Linked DNA regions of Sus scrofa: all the other regions are linked to region 2. The links are chromatin contacts, called in public HiChIP or PLAC-seq maps. All regions are on one chromosome and are shown on one strand. Each heading gives the region's core, a stretch centred on a gene start, on an enhancer-like site or on the middle of the called end of the contact. The rest is flanking DNA. Distances are from core to core; before and after follow the strand shown.

Region 1 (3,157 bases), core at 576-3,075, 180 kb after region 2:
TTTTCCTAGAAACTCCCAAAAGATGTTTGCCTGGGTCTTGTTGGCCAGAAATAGGTCACATCTTTAATTGTCATCCTTAGCTGCAGGAAAATCTAGATACACAAGTTTAACTTTCCTGTCCTCTGAAATGCAGCAAGGGAAATAGGAATTGAAATGCCTGTTGGGTTAGCCAACAAACAGTACTTGCCACAATCGAATAGAGGGAAATCATAGAAGACTAAACTGAGCAGGCAAAGCCAGTCTCACCTAACAGAAAAGGACAAGGAAATTATTAATATTCTTGAGCTTATTATGTGCCAGATTTTGAGCTAGGCAGTGCACCTGTGTACATACCCGTCACAGTTGCCTCTGTTGTGTGAAAGCTAACTCTGAGCAGTCTTCTGGAGGCAGTAAAATTAGGAACCCGGCTTTGAATCCAGGTCTATCTAACTTAAAAGACTACTTACCATCCCTCTAGGAAGTGGAACCCTGGTTTGCAGTGTGCTTCACTGCATCTTGGCACTTTCCTTTGAGTCACCGGCACCTAAAGTCATCTGTAAACAAAGTAGGAGTCTGAAGCAATTACTTTGTGGGCCCCTTTTTTTGTTCGTTTCTTTGCTTTTTAGGGCCACACTTATGGCATTTGGAGGTTTCCTGGCTAGGGGTCGAATCAGAGCTGTAGCTGCTGGCCTACACCACAGCTCACAGCAATGCTGGATCCTTAACCCACTAATCGAGGCTAGGGATCAAACCCGAGTCCTCATGGATATTAGTTGGGTTCTTTACTGCTGAGCCACAGTGGGAACTCCCAGTTTTTTGGGTTTTGTATTTTTTTAAGTGAATTCTCAGCTCTTTACATTGTGATGACAGTTGTAAAAGAATTAGCCTGGAAAGCAGGAGACCTGGCCCTGAGTACAATCTGGGGCTGAGTTGCTCTGTGATCTTGGGAAGTCGTTTTTCTCTCACCTGTGAAATAAAAGTTTGGACTAAGTGATCCACAGACAGTCTAATGGCCTTAAAACACTTAGGTTTTGCTCCTTTCTCTTGTGTATCTTTCATTTGTTCATTCATTCATCAAATATTAAGTGCCTGGTATGCCAGGCAACTTCTGATACTGTGTACCAGTGAACAAAACCAAGCTCCCTGCCCTTGGAAATCAGAGAAGACTAAACTGGGCAGACAAAGCCAGTCTCACCTAAAAGTAGAGGACAAGGAAATTGTGTGTGTGTGTTCGTGTGTGTTGGGGGCAGGGAACACAATAAACAAAAACCATAATAATTGAGTGATGAGTAAATTACACAGTTGTTAGAAGGTGATCAGTTCTCTGGGGGAAAAATGTGGGAAAGGGAGGGGAGGTGCAGTGCTGGGAGAGAGATTTGGTCATCCTCACTGAGAACCAGCATTTGAGCACAGACTTCAGCGAGAAGAGGAAATACGCTAGCATGTAAGTGGGGTCAGTGCTGCAGGCAGAGGGGAGACCTGGGGCAAAGACCCAAAGGCAGGAGTTGGCCTGAATTTCTGAGCATTTTCTTTCCCCATCTGAGGACTGGCCTGGAGCCTTCTCAGACCAGCTCCATCATTTCCTTTCAGCTGCATTGGCTCTCAAACCAGCTCCAGCTTCCTAGACTTGTAGGCTGTTTAACTTGGAGCCTACTGCACAGGAAGGGGCTTAGAGCCTAGCCACCTCAGTTCACACAGCAGAATCACTCGATTCCTAGAGATGTTGGGAAGGAGCTGGGAGAATTTCCAAGACCTGGAGTCTTATCAAAACAACACACTCACCATTTTCAGACTGCACTTGCTGTGTTTCCTGTTGAATGTCTCAAGCACAGTGAGTGACTCAGAGCTTTCATCATGTTCCCAAATGATGGTCTGTGTCAATCAACCATAGCATTGCAGGTACCGCAGAGCTGTGTTTTCATCTTTACCAGTTGCTGCTCCTGAGGCAACCTTGATGGTGCACTGGGCTTTCCCCATTAGCTCCAGAAGGAACCTCAGTAAGCAAGGCCAGGAAAACTCAGCCACTTGCTGGGCTGTACCAACTCTGTGTGTGTGTGTGTGTGTGTGTGTGTGTGTGTGTGTGTGTGTGTGTGTGTGTTCAGTGACAACTTTGAATACATCTTGAAATGGAACAAAGAGAAAGGATGATAATTGCCTTCTTGAGTTGTATTCTATGCAGAGAATTACTTGAAATCTTGTGGACTATGTTTTTGTGCACATGCATTATTATCCCTGACTGAACTTACAACTTTCATGTGGACAGGCCAAGGGGCTCGTGAATTAAAGAATCCCCCCTGGGTCCTAGTGGAGGTTAGTGTGTTCCCCGGCCACCTGCTCTAAGGTAGGTTGTACTTTGGGCAAGAATCTAGATCCCCTTGAAATTCCCCTCTGAGTTGTATGGACCTTGGTCCAAATACTGAACGGGCCTGGGTGTCACTCACAGGATATTGAGTTTAGTCCTAGGGAATGGCTTAGGGTAAATTTCATAGCTTGCTTCCAGTTCCATCTCCTTTCTGTGTGTCCTTGACCTGTGTTTGATGGAAATTGCAAGGAAACTTAGCTTGAATCTCTGAAATATGAGTGAGGTTCCAGGGGAGACTTCAGAATTTTGTACAAAATGCAAGATATATTTAAAGTGAAAGGAGGGTGAGAGTCTTTATCAGGATTGTGGGCCATTGAACCAAATTGTACATGGTTTCTTACCAATCATTTTGGGGTTTCCTAACCTGGTTTTCCCATCTCTTGACTTGTCACCCTTCTATGCAGTGTTTAGAAACTGCTAAGCCACAGACACAGAGTGGGGGAGAAGCATGTTGTTAGATGGAGATTGGAGATTGCACATGTAGAGGTGGAGGTTTTGGCCTAGAAATTTCTGATAAGAGCATAAAAGTCAGTCTGAGACGAAGAAAGACTGTAGGGTATAGGGTTTCTATTTTACATGTTCGTGTACTTACAAGATAAAATGTATTGTTCACTCTTTCAATAAATATATCATCTGCTCTAAGCACTGAGATATAGCAGTGAGCACCACCATCCGAGAGCTTCCCTGTCCTCATCTCGTTTAGTTAAATGGTACGAAATTATGGTTTCTGTATGTTAAAAAAATTGACTATAAATATGCATCTTCTATATGACTCAGCCATTTCACTTCTAGGTACTTACTTAGAAGAAATAAAAG
Region 2 (3,453 bases), core at 586-3,085:
AGATTGTTAAGCTTTTAAAGGACTTAATGATCAACCATGTCTTTGTACCTGCTGTTTCCTCTGTCAAAAATTGTCTTCTTCAGGTAGCCCTGTTGCTTGCTTCCTACAGCTCTCTGCTCAAACGTCATTTTATTAGACAAGCCTTCCCAGACCACCTCATAGAAAGTAACACCTCATCCTCTGGCCTGCCTACTCCTTGTTCTCCTTCCTGTGTATAATTTTTTCTTTCCTAGCACTCACCATGAATCTGCTTTCATTCATTCATTCACTCACTAATATCAGTTTCTTTCCACCAAACTGTTGTTCTTTGAAGTCAAGGATTCTGTTTGATGAGTATGTTATCCTAGCAGCTAGATCAATGCTAGATGCCTAGAAGACACTACAAGCATTTCTTCCCCCCCTCTTTTTTGGCTATACCTGTGGCATGAGGAAGTTCCCAGGCCAGGGACTGAACCTGTGCCACAGAATACATGAATGATTGTGGTGAAGAAAACCTCAAAATATCATCCCCTTGCCTCTGAGGAAAAAAAGCCCCTTTCACTTTTTGACCTCTTTTTTCCCCTTCACCAAAAACTGCATCTTCTTGTATTTTTCTCTTTGCTGAGGCAGGAAAAGCAACCCTGGATTAGCAGGTGGGAACAAAGGTCAAGTCGTCATCCCCCCTGCCACCCCTGCAACCAGATTGTGTACCCCATTTCAGCTCCTGACAGTCCTTTGGAAATCTCTAACTCTTAAATACTTCTGCTTCTGGGAGTTTCTTCATGAGCCTAAGATACAACTATAAACACACACGTTTGCCTTGTGGCAAAAGTAAAAGAACTTATGATGTGTTCACCTAAAAATAGCAGCTTGCTCTTCATTAAAGCGGCAGCCTACTGCCTGCTCCTACATTCAGTTCTTCTCCTGGTGAGAAATATAACAAAGCAAGAGGCTGATGGTCACAAGCCAGGACATTGCAGGGCTCATTAATTACTTGGAAAATGCTGCCTGGGTTGCAGCCAGAATCCCAAACAAAGAAAGGAAATAGCTCCTGTTCGCCAATTGACAAGTTGATGAGTGAGGTAAGAATGAAAATCATTTGGGTAAGTTAAAAAGGGAAGAAATCAAATGGAAGCAGTAGTTTTGTTCAAGAACAAGTGTACAATTAAGACATATTCCCAGTCCCAAGAGGGTTGATTCATATCAGTCGAGACCAAAGAATTCATTATCTGCTCCTGGCCATGAGATGAATTCATTTTCTCTAATAAAGGGATTGGGAACACCAATTTAGGAAAAGTGTTGATGGTGTTGGAGCCGGGGCCCAACTACATGATGTGTGTATAAATGAGTTATTAATCTCAGCAGCTTCTCTATTGGTTGAGTCCTTATGTCAACTATGGTTGTAAATATACCAAGAGTTAAATACTCGTCTGTGAAATAGAATCGGTAATTTGGCAAAGCTAAGAATCCTAAACTCTCTTAGCAAATTTGTTGTAATTAAATGGAGATAGTTTCAAGTAGGAGAACATTACAAAAAATAAGATTTTTTTTCACATCAACATTAAGTTGATGTGAAAAATCATTAAGAAAAATACACTTAGTGGTTTAACTGGTGGCATTTTGGTATGATTGTATTTGGGGGCAATGTTCACAAAATTTAGCCCGTGGCTTTTATGATTACAAGCTGTGTCAAATACAAAGGGAGGTCTGATCATCTAATACTTGGCTGAAATGAGGCCATCAGTAATTCCTTTATTGGGTGTAATTTGCACAGTTTTCAGTACTGAATGGCCGTAATATGTTCCTGCCATAAAAACTGCTGCATTAGAGAAAAAGGAAATGAACATACACCCCCACCATCACTGTCACCACAAAACCCCTGCACAGAAGTAAGCTTTCTTATGGCTGTTTCATAACTTATAAAGAAGAGTTGTTTATTGAAAGAAGGAGCTACTTTTGGAGTTTGAGAGTAATCTCAAGGTCAAGCAATGTGTTTGGGGAGGAGGTTACCAAAACTGCCCGCTGAAGAGTCATAATGTGTAAGTTCCACGACATGCGAATGCAAAGTGAAAATTAAAATTGTGCTGTAGTTGTGCAGAGAGAAATGCAAACAGTCAAGAATCAGGCAGTAAGGAAGAATGGTTTGATTTGAGGGGGTTTTGGGGGGTGGGGCTTGGAGGAGATGAGAAATAAAATAGTACTATTTCTAGGAAGAGACAAAGACTGAGAACTAAGTTGAGTAATGAGAGAGGAAGGAGGAAACACCCTCAGTGTGAAATGTTGATTTCTGCTGAGACCAAGCATGTCGAAGGCTCAGTCTGAAAATTGGTTGAGCAGATTCATGTGAGAAAGGAGCTGCCCTTTTTATTTTACTGAAACAAGTGAGTGAGGCATTTAAGCTGATTTGCGCCTTTTGAGTAAACCACCAAACAACTTTTAAATAGCCGATTTGGTTATGATGATACACTGGGTCTGAAATAAAGTCAGAATGATCATTGAAGAAGAAGACTAGAAATCCTGATTATGATACATGACCTTAAGAGATCCTCGGAGGAGCAACAAAATATAGCTGCCATAAACCTGCAAATGGGAACCATGTGGTGTGAGTAATCTCAGTGCCCATTAGGCTACAGGTTGATTCCAAAGATTCTGCAGAACAAGGCTTAAGTAGTTTCAAAAGGATGGAGCAAGTGTTGTGGTAGTCATTGCTACTGTTCATCCCCCGACTCTGGGCACATGGTGGTTCTCACGTATTCTCACCAGCTGGGGGTGATGGGGTGGTATGACTAGTTCACGGCCAATGAATTGTGGGCAAAAGTCACGTTATGTATTTTCAGTCAACCTTTAAAGAATGCCTGTTTATTAAAATAAAGGAATTGATGCCATTTTCAGCAACATGGATGGAATCAGAGATTCTTATACTAAGTGAAGTAAGTCAGATAAAGACAATTATATGATATTACTTATAAGTGGAATCTAAAAGATGATAAAAAGAACTTATTTACGAAACAGAAACAGACTCAAAGATTTCAAAATCAAACTTATGGTTGTTACAGAAGGGGAAACGTATGGGGGAGGGATAAATGAGGAGTTTGGGATTAACATATCCACACTGCTATATATAAAACCGATAACTAACAAGGACCTACTGTATTGGAGAGGAAACTACTCACTATTCTGTAACAACCTATATGGGAAAAGAATCCGAGAACAAATGGATATATGTATATGAATAACTGATTCACTTTGCTGTACACCTGAAACTAATACAACATTGTAAGTCAACTATACGCCAATAAATTTTTTTAAAAAGAAATATTAAACCTAATGTCACCCAAATTGTTCATTCGCCTAAGTTATTTTGAGTATCATTTCAGAGAAAGAGTTGTCTACTTCATCGTGAAACTTCAAGCACCAATTAGTGGATGGGGAATGTTTAAGTTGGGAGTGTCGTTGTGGCAAATTTGGCTCCTG
Region 3 (3,300 bases), core at 786-3,285, 190 kb before region 2:
GAGGCCTGGCATTTAGGGGGGCACTGTTCACCAGGTGGAGCATTTCATGTGTGTGGGGGGGGAGGGGAGGGAGAGTCCAGGGTTGAGTGGATGAACATGAACAGACAATAGGTGTCAGCCCTGTCGCTTCCTCCTGTGAAGGCAAACGGGATCGGTTTGCCAGGTGGAGGCACTAAGTAGGAGAGAGCTTGTTTTCACATTGCGAAGATTTTCTAATACCATTGCACGCCTCTATCCAATGCTGAAATCACAGCCTAGGAACTCTGATCTCACCACCCTTCTTTGAACGGCTCATGGTAGGGTTTCAATAAATATTTGTGGAAGGAAACAAGGCTGTGTTCTCAGAACCGCCCATATGCAGGTGGTTGAAAGAAGAAAATTTTTTTTTTTTTAATTATACTGAAAGATTTCCGCTCCTCTGTTTTTTAAGGTTTTGTACTTCTTAGCTGTGTGACCTCAGACAAGTGACTGAACTTCTCTGGACCTCAGTTTGCTCATGTGTAAAAGTGTAAAAGTGTATGGCTCATGTCTAAGAGTACATGACTCAGAGTAAGCAGGTTACATTGTTTCTTGTTGTTGTTACTGTTATTATCCTCAACATATCTATTTGTCATCCTGGGAACCATGCACGGAAGGCATGTGATATCTGTACTGCATACCCCAAGAACTCACAGAATATTTCTGCTTGAAGGGAAAGGTTTGAAAACCAGCTCTTGCCTCCTGAAGCCCTCCCTCAGTGGAAACAAAATTGCTTTTAAAATACAACACCATAGTAGCTCTTTTTAAAAATCCCAAACACAATTCCAAAAGTTCTTAAGAAATTAAAAAGTCAACCCCAAAAATAAATTCTAATTTGAACTACAGACATTGGGTGATTATATCATGTCAATGTAGGTTCATAAATTATAGCCAATGCACTTCTCTTGTGGAAGTGTTGATAACATGTGGGGGCAGAGGGTTTATGGAAAATCTTTGTACCTTCACCTAAAGTTTGCTGTGAATCTAAAACTTATCTAAAATACAGTCTTGTTTTTAATTGAAGTATCATTGATTTACAATGTTGTGTTAGTTTCAGGTATATAGCAAAATGATTGAGTTATACATATATATCTATTCTTTTTCAAATTCCTTTCCATCATAGGTTATTAGAAGATATTGAATATAGTTCCCTGTGCTATACAGTAAGTCCTTGACATTTATCTAATTTATATAACAGTAGTATGTATCTGCTAATCCCAAACTCCTAATTTATCCCTCCCCTTTTCCCTTTTCCTAACCATAAGTTTGTTTTCTATGTCTGTGAGTCTATTTCTGTTTTGTAAATAAGTTCATTTGTATCATTTTTTTAAGATTCTACAGATAAGTGATATCATATCATATTTGTCTTGTCTGACTTAATTTCACTTAGCGTGATGATCTCTAGGTCCATCCATGTTGCTGCAAATGGCATTATTTCATTCTTTTTACATCAAAAAAAAAAAAGTCTTTTAAAAAGTCTGACAGAAATGCTCTAATTGTGTTTGTGAAAGAAGGAATCACTGCATTTTGTGCCAGGAGGAGAGCAGGCCAGCTGGGCCAGGGCAGCTGTGGCTCTTCGGGGCTGGAGCTGGGGAGATAGCTTTGTGTTTTGTGAAAGGCAGCCAGAGGACTAGAATGGGTACCAGCTGGGGACCGGACTCTGATAGCACCTAGTGAGACATATTCTGTTGCTCTTCCCACACAGTTCAGATGCAGGTGAACTCCTGGGAAAGAGCCTCCAGGTTAGACTCTTGTTACAGGAAGTGCCCAGTGAAGTGCCCAGTACTCTTGCCCATGATCATGGTGAGGTGAACTATGGTTTTTTCTTTTTAAGAAAACACCCTGAAGTGGGACTGAGTAGCAATCTTATAGGAGTAGGCTGTTGATGGCAGGGGAGGGGTGCTGACAGTTTACTGCCCTGCCTTGGTAATCAGACAAGCCTGGTTTGAAATCTTAATCTCATCACCTGGCTAACTGACCTTGGGCAAGTTACCTAACTTCTGACCCTTAGCTTCTCATCTGTCAAGTGATAAAAATAGGACCTGACTCAAGGGCTGATGTGGGCTCTAGGGAAAGAGTGTGTATATAAGGCACTTTATAATGCTTGGTTAACAATGGCTAATTTTTTTTATTTATTTTTTTTGAATCAGAGACTCTAACTCTTTCCACCCTTTGCTTTTGTCCTTCAGAACAGAAAGGAAAAATTTCTGCCTGTTACTTCCAATTCCTGACATTTCATTAGCTTCCACAGCAGATTTCCTAGTGGAGATTTTCTTCCTTGTTCTCACAAAGATCCAGGATTAAATTGGGGAAGGGTTAGTGATGAAATTGTTCTTCTTTTCTAAAGGTCAGAAGCTAAGTTCATGTTTCTCTTACTGGTTTCTCTCTGACTCATCCCAGTGCCTAAAGCAAATTCTATATTTCCGGTCTCATTTTATTTGTCAGAAAAATGGGCTTTATTTAATGATTTTCTCTCCTTGCCTTTCTGTTTGGGGACATTCTATAAACTGCATGTGAATGTTTTGCTTCCAATTCCCTCTTTCAGGAGATGTTTTAGATTCCTTTCCAGTAAAATAAGAAATGGGGGAGGTGTTTCTCCAGTAGTGGCATCAGAGAACAATAACACACAGCCATGCTTCTCAGCTTGGTGTGATTTTGCCCCAGGGGACTTTTGGCTATGTCTGGGGACATTTTGGGTTGTCTCACAACTGGGGGCCCCAGTTGCTACTGGATGTTGGGGGGTAGAGGCCAGAGATGCTGCTAACCATCCTACAATGCACAGGATAGCACACCACGAAGAATCATCTGGCCCAAATGCCAATAGTACCAAAGTTGAGAACCCTTTCCATCGAAGTCTCTATATGTTAACTTTTTCTTTTTACACTGCCATCCTTGAACTCAGTTTTCTTTACCTCCCTAATCAAACCTCCTTCCCTCTCTCCTACCCATCTTGCTATTCCTTCCCCTTCTAGAACTAAGTCTTTTTTCATTCTCTCTCTCTCTTTTTTTCTTTTTTGGCTGCACCAGGGCATATTGAAGTTCCCAGGCCAGTGATCAAATCCCTTTCTGGGACCTACACCACAGCTGCAGCAATGCCAGATCCTTAACGCACTGCACTGGGCCAGGGATCGAACCTGCGCCTCCACAGAGACAAGCCAGATCATTAATCCACTGCACTATACCGGCAACTCTCTATCTTCTGCCCTATCGTTGTTTGCTGCTTCCTAATCCTCCAAAGCTCCCAGTCCTTGGGCAGTATTTATAAAGTTGCTTTTCCACCTT

What was found. HiChIP or PLAC-seq counts read pairs in DNA pulled down with a chosen protein or histone mark.
Region 1: an H3K27ac HiChIP or PLAC-seq map of alveolar macrophages shows a contact between it and region 2. The contact joins two enhancer-like sites. A contact is called at or near these places in 2 of 47 Hi-C or Micro-C datasets (both in embryonic fibroblasts) and 1 of 2 datasets of contacts at active chromatin or transcription factors (alveolar macrophages).
Region 3: an H3K27ac HiChIP or PLAC-seq map of alveolar macrophages shows a contact between it and region 2. The contact joins two enhancer-like sites. A contact is called at or near these places in 1 of 47 Hi-C or Micro-C datasets (alveolar macrophages) and 2 of 2 datasets of contacts at active chromatin or transcription factors (alveolar macrophages and skeletal muscle).

Annotation. Positions count from the first base shown.
Region 1 is chr13:109,758,874-109,762,030 of Sscrofa11.1, reverse strand. The region is part of intron 7 of TNIK (TRAF2 and NCK-interacting protein kinase); the gene reads left to right. Among named protein-coding and RNA genes, the nearest start is that of SLC2A2, 150 kb to the right of the region's middle. Within about 2 kb of position 1,825, at least 7 of the 83 cell types and tissues checked have an H3K27ac peak or open chromatin away from gene starts, as enhancers often do. A contact at or near this core is called in alveolar macrophages, where this site is marked.
Region 2 is chr13:109,935,958-109,939,410 of Sscrofa11.1, reverse strand. The region is part of intron 2 of TNIK (TRAF2 and NCK-interacting protein kinase); the gene reads left to right. Among named protein-coding and RNA genes, the nearest start is that of TNIK, 110 kb to the left of the region's middle. Within about 2 kb of position 1,835, at least 13 of the 83 cell types and tissues checked have an H3K27ac peak or open chromatin away from gene starts, as enhancers often do. A contact at or near this core is called in alveolar macrophages and skeletal muscle, where this site is marked.
Region 3 is chr13:110,127,291-110,130,590 of Sscrofa11.1, reverse strand. The region is part of intron 5 of LOC106507999 (a long non-coding RNA gene); the gene reads right to left. Among named protein-coding and RNA genes, the nearest start is that of TNIK, 77 kb to the right of the region's middle. Within about 2 kb of position 2,035, at least 10 of the 83 cell types and tissues checked have an H3K27ac peak or open chromatin away from gene starts, as enhancers often do. A contact at or near this core is called in alveolar macrophages and skeletal muscle, where this site is marked.